2 separate regions of the Drosophila melanogaster genome follow, and region 2 is linked to region 1. A link is a contact called in public Hi-C data. All regions are on one chromosome and are shown on one strand. The core of a region is the stretch at or near the end of the contact, and the rest is flanking DNA. Distances in the headings are between cores, read along the strand shown.

Region 1 (3,058 bases), core at 156-2,655:
GTCCGGGGAAACCCAAATTTGGCCTCGGTGGAGAGGTGTGCGGCGTGCCCAAGAAGCCAGGGGGTACTGCAATGAATTGTTAAATGGTGTTATTTTCATATGTCGCAGAAATCTATCAGGGACTTGAAGTTTGTTCCTTAAATGGTTAAATCTGTCTTAAAAATTGTCCCCAAAAATAGATTCGTAAGAAATAAATATTTTTAGGAATTATACTTTTTGTTGGACATGTTTTCTTTTTAAATACTGAGGCCTGTTTTTGTATGCATCAATACTTTTTAGTTTTAATATATAATTACCCTTGTGCTGCGCTTGTTGTGGCGGCTGCTGCTGCGACTGTTGTTTCTGATGATGCTGCTGCTGCAACATCTGTTGCTGCAACATGGTTGGTGTAGGCACCTGCTGCCTGTTACCCAGACTAAAATCATCAAACATTTTGCGTTCCGCCTGTTGCTGGCTCTGCTGCTGTTGTTTCGGAATGGCCTGCTGAATGATCATATTGCGCTCTATATCCTCGAGAGTTGTAATTTTTGGAAAAGGCTGTGGATTCAGTGCAAAGTTGGCATTCGCTTCCTGCGGTGGCTTCATTTGTTGTGGTTGGTGCTGCTGATGTTGCTGCTGCTGTGGCTTGAAGGCGCTGCGCATAGGCTCGCGGAACAAATGTTGGTTGTTGGGAAACGGCTGTGATCCCCAGACCCCGGAGTCCAGCTTAATGCGGTTGCTCAGCCCACCGGCTTCGCTATCAGTGGTGAAAGAGGACAGGTCCATGTCGTCCAACTTCATGGAGGAAATGTTTAGCTCCAAGTCCGAGTCCCCTATGTGACGAGACTGTCGGAAGGGGGCATTCAAAGGGGCCGGAGTGGAGCCGCTTGAAGAGGGCGCCGATGATAGCGGATTAGCGTGTCGCAGGAAGGCACCATTTCCCTGATCGGCAAAATCCGTATTTCCACTAGATTCCGCGGGTCGCTTCCGCACCCTTTCGCCATTCCCGCCCAGGCGTACCATCGTCTCATGGGCTTCCTCCCAGTCGCCATTTATAGCGGATCCAAAGGTTTCGTCATTGAGGGCATCGTATTCCGCCTCGACGATGCGTCCATCGCCACCATCTTCGTCCTGGAGAAACAATTGAAGCAAGTAAATTAGACATTCCTACTTTTTCTGCCCCCGGTGGCCTTCGATGCCCCCTTATTTGCCGAGTGAAAAGTGTGCGTTGGGCATTTGCCGACCCCTGTGCGGCCCGCTATCCCGGATATTGCAGCCGCAATGTCGGGACCGCTGCTTACCGGTAGATTCGTGTCAAAGCCGAAAAACGAGTCATCCATGGCGATAAATCTATTGCTTTACAAAAAATTATCATGACTTGTCAGTGACAAGTTGTCACCTCAGCAGTATAGCTGTCAAAATATCGATGGTACTATCGATAGTCTGACGTCGATGGTTTTCTGACTATCGCCACAATACATCAATTTCGCTCGCATATAAATATTATCATATTACAAATGTTGGAATTAACATGCAAATTTAAAATATATATTTTTTTCATACGTTTTTTTTCAATAGGTGAACGACTGAAGATTTGTCTAAATTTATAAGTTTGCATTTTGCTACAGTGATGTTAGAAAAAAATGATGATTTAACCACTGCCAAATTTCGTATGTTGCATATTTATTTATTCAGTTTGGGACTTACCACGACTGGTTAATAAGTCAACAACATTAGATTTTACTGATCAATGAAAAATCTGCCCTAATTAAGGTGCATTTGCACTCCTTCAATGTATTCGATATTTTGAACTAGTTCGAAACTTGAAATCAGCGCCCGCAAGCTCATCCCTAAATTACTAGTTCTTGAACTATTGCTTTGGACGGAACTACGAGCCTGTTTCCTTTTCCAAAACAACTTAGTCGAAATGAAGCGGAAAACGAGCGAGATCTGGTGCTTTTTCCGGGCGGTGGACGACACGTTTGCGGTGTGTAATATCTGCAAGGCGAAGCTCTCTTACAAGACGACCACCACGAATCTAAGCAAGCACATGAACAGGATGCACCCCACATCGGGACTCAACCGGAACTCCAAGTACAAATTCCAGCCGCAGACCACCATCGCCATCGACCGGAACAAAGCCAAGCCGCGCAACTCAACGCAAGAGCTGATATTGTTAGAATTCGTGAAGAAACATCCGCGTCTGCTTCAGAATCCGACGTGGGAAACACGGGGCAATCTGGAGTCGCTGTGGGAGGAACTGTCATCCGAACTTAATAGCCACGGTCCGCCGCGAAAAGATATAGCCACCTGGAGAAGGGTATTCTAACTTACTTTTTTTCTAACCGCTTGCATTATAAGTTGATTTGTTTGTAGGCCTTAAAGGACTGGAAGAGGTTTATCCTGAGAAAGGTGGAAAAGAATGAGATGCAGAACATGCCTTTTGGCACCAGTCTTACTTCGTCGGAGGAAACAATAGCCACACTGTGTAGATTAAACGAGGATGTAAGTCAGATTATTATGAAGGTCTCCGACGATGAAATGCATGAGAATTCCACCACGGAATTTGATGTGGACGAAGTAGAGGATGTGGTCCCGGAAGAAGATGGTGGCGCCCTTCAGACTTCCGCCGAGTACGTTTACGAACCGGAGGAGAACAAAACGGACATTGACCCGCTTTACCTGCAATCTAACAAACGGGCCGCATTGGCCAGCAGTCGACTGGCGGAGGAGGAGACCACACTGCTTGACAAGATTAGCAATAACCTAGAAATGGTGCACGATACCGCCAACAGCGTTCAACTTGCACTCAATGAATTTTTTGTCCTGTACAAGCAGAAGCTGTACGAGGACAAGCGACATCACTTGGCAATTGAACAGTTAATGGCTGAGAAAATAGAACTGAAAAAGAAACTATTGGAAATCGAGCAAAAAAAGCTGTCGCTCAAATAACGGGATATGCACAAAATTAAGTAATATCTTGGTAGTCTTAATAACCTAATCTTTAAATAATCTAAGTTATTCAATATTTTGATTAATTTTATCACATTTCTTTTAGCTTGGCCCAAGCCCACTTAAT
Region 2 (3,058 bases), core at 361-2,860, 640 kb before region 1:
TTAATCGCATAACTCGGAGGCGAATGGAAATGAAATTAAGCGAGAGAAACAAGCAAACAAGCAAAAATGAAAAACCCTCAGATGAAGGCAAGCAAACAATTTAAATTGAAATCAAATTAGGTGATATAATATATAAAAATACATAACATATACATACATAATTAATATAAACGAAACATGAAAAATCGAAAAAATGAAACCCTAATGCTGTAATCTTATGTTAACTGTATTATTTGCTGGAAGTGCTGCTGCTTCGTTTTATTTTATATCGAACTTACTTAAGGCGTAAATGACAAGATAAATAATTAGGTTTTTATCTTAATCTTAATTTAAAATGCAAAACAAATAAAACCAAGAAAACAAAGCAAAACAAAACGAAACCATAAAATGCTATAAAACACAAAGCGAAGCAAATCGAACTAAAGCTGTAGAGAAGCACGCAAAAAGGACTAATAACCACACATCCACACCCACACCCAAAATGCTTGGCGTTAGGAAACCAATAAACAATTAATGCAAAACCATACATGGGTGGGTGCACCAATTTGTATACTAAACTTTCTCACACATAATTAACGTGCTACATAAGAGATCGAAAATGAAATGTCTCCAGATTCTGGCATGAGCAAGTCTAGAGGTCCTTCCGGTTTCCGGTGGCGATCCTCTGGATCCAGAGGAACTGCAAGATATTGGGAGATAATAGGAAACTGCTGCTGTTGATACGTGTATTCGTGTAGTTGTTTGCAAACAAATATTATAACTCAGCATCTCGATATATAACGTGTAGTTATTAGTCTATAATTTGCTAGGATGTAAATGTATGTCCCTCAAACTTAATTTAATTATTTAATTAATATACATACATATATGATATACAATACAGCCTTTGTACTTGTCGTTTCTTATCGCTGATAAGGGAAAAATATTTTTTGGCGGGGAAATACTTTTTAGAACTCATTTCGATTTTTTCAGTGCAAATCAATTGGTCAGATTGATGAATCCTATGGTAACGCATTCCCAAAATATTTCTTATTATATTATTATAAACTATATTGCTTCTGTTCAGCGTAGGACATTCACTGTTGAGCGAAAGATTATTATATAAATGTATATTCGAGATAATATGCAATTGAGCACCTAAATACCATGTCTAGGTTTTCAAAAATGTCTAGTAACAAGATCTTTTGTCTGTTATTAGGCTGTACTTTCAGCATTGAGGTCGATGTTACTCGATTGGGAATTTGTGCATTGTATTTACAATGTCAATTTGTTCAAATTTACAATTTCAAAAATCAATTTTAAAAGAACTTACATTAATATTAAGAATTCGCGTGTTCCGGGATAAATTTGACTTTTTTAATTAATTGACAATTTTAATCGGTCAATGAAGAGCTTTAAAATTGTATTAATAGTTCTTCAATTAATTGAATAATATGATGTGCAAAAAAATAATTATCGGAAAAAATACTTTTTGACAGTAAGTAGTTTCTTACAAAATATTTGATTTAAAAATTATATATCGATACTTTTTCGAGATTATTAAATTCGAACAGCTTTATCACAGCAAGTTGGCAGCCCAATTTCTACGTCGATAAGTCCTCTCGTTTAATGTTCCATCCCTTAAATTTGGGCGATAAGAATAAGCACAGCCGGCTGTAACATTTTTTGTAAATTAACAGAGCGAATCGATTTTTGTATAGTAATCCGTTGAAAGCATGCTGTCGCTCAAGATGAAACTCGAGGTACTGGGTCGTCCCGATGTTGACATCCCGGTGGTGATGAGCGGTAATTGTCTAGTTTTCCTGATGGGGCTATAAGTCATCCCATTCTTTTCGTTCCGCAGACCGCAAGGAATTCGCCAACACAGTCCTCTGGTTGGAGGACCAGAAGATCCGGCTTTACTCCATAGAGGATCGCTGTAAGCTGCGCACTGTCGACAACCCTGAGATCTGGAAGGAGGGTTACTTAAAGTACTGTGCCGATTTGAGCATGCCGCCCCTGGAGACGCGGCAGGAGCAGCTGGCCTGGATTGTCAGCTATGCTGTGCGCCTGGACTTCCTCGATGATCCTGATCAGTTTGCCTCGATTAACACCAAACAGGTGCCACCCCAAAGCAATGGCAAGCAGTCCCAACAAAGGGTCCAGGCTATTTTCGATGGAAATATTAATAGTATGGTCTGATTTTAACTAAATTTACCATTTAAGGAACTTTAAATTTATATATTATGGATTTTTTAAGAGGTTCCAAAAACCACTTTTATTATCTATAGATGATAATCAGGTAAAGTACAACAAGTATTAATTCTTTCTTCCCACCAGCTCAGGAAAAAGCGTTCGTGGATGGAGTCCGGCTGCTGGCCAGCAAACTGAATGTGCCGCACCACCCGAACCATCTGTTGCAGCTGGAGGCTATCGCTCGCGTGGTGCACGAACGCCTCTCGCCCGCCGCCAAGGATCGCAAGCCGGTAGTGGGTAAACCCTTCCCTTTTGACAAGGGAAACGACGTCGTCTCGTCCAACGACTCTGCCCTGGACCTGCCCATGCGCATACTACGTCTTCTCCAGATCCAGAGCCTACGCGAGCTGCAGACACACATCAATGAGACCATTGTGGCGGTGCAGAACATCACGGCCAATCCAAAGACTGATACCAAGCTGGGGAAAGTGGGATTCTAGACGATTAACAGTAAAGGAACGCAATCGACACAATATAACATAAAAGGACATAAAGAACATAAAAGTTTTAAAATTGCATCTATAAAATATCCTTTAAAGCCAAGCAACAACATTTAGCAGAAATCAATAGATAGATCAACAGCCAAGCTATGAACAAGCAAACACCTTTTTTGAAAGCTATAAAATAAGAATCCTGTTGATATTTTATAATATTATTATTAATACAAACATATGTTTATTTATGATCCTCTTTCAAAAGATGCAATATTGTGTATGCCTATGTAATTAATTTATTTAAAATAAATCATAAATTCATTAAAGCAAACAAGGTTTTGTTTTCAACGATTTTAAATAGAAAAAATTCTAAAAACAAGGTTACAGCT

Evidence for each region. Hi-C and Micro-C count contacts between places; a contact is called where the count stands out from the background.
Region 2: a contact with region 1 is called in a Hi-C map of the Kc167 cell line, with 2.2 times the contacts expected there. The contact joins the promoter of CG31249 here to the promoter of Patr-1 in region 1. A contact is called at or near these places in 3 of 107 Hi-C or Micro-C datasets (the Kc167 cell line and embryo).

Annotation. Positions count from the first base shown.
Region 1 is chr3R:17,041,911-17,044,968 of dm6, reverse strand. It overlaps Patr-1 (Protein associated with topo II related - 1), which reads right to left and starts at 1,405. Exons shown (of 5, transcript NM_001300440.1): 1 at 1,281-1,405; 2 at 297-1,110; 3 at 1-66. The coding sequence starts at 1,319. It overlaps bdwf (bedwarfed), which reads left to right and starts at 1,833. Exons shown (of 2, transcript NM_142334.3): 1 at 1,833-2,299; 2 at 2,356-3,058. The coding sequence starts at 1,907. The coding sequence ends at 2,931.
Region 2 is chr3R:17,685,623-17,688,680 of dm6, reverse strand. It overlaps CG31249, which reads left to right and starts at 1,610. Exons shown (of 3, transcript NM_169774.3): 1 at 1,610-1,785; 2 at 1,844-2,170; 3 at 2,320-2,992. The coding sequence starts at 1,716. The coding sequence ends at 2,675. It overlaps osa (osa,), which reads left to right. Exons shown (of 15, transcript NM_206506.2): 15 at 1-863. CG31360 reads right to left here. Exons shown (of 2, transcript NM_169773.3): 2 at 2,874-3,058.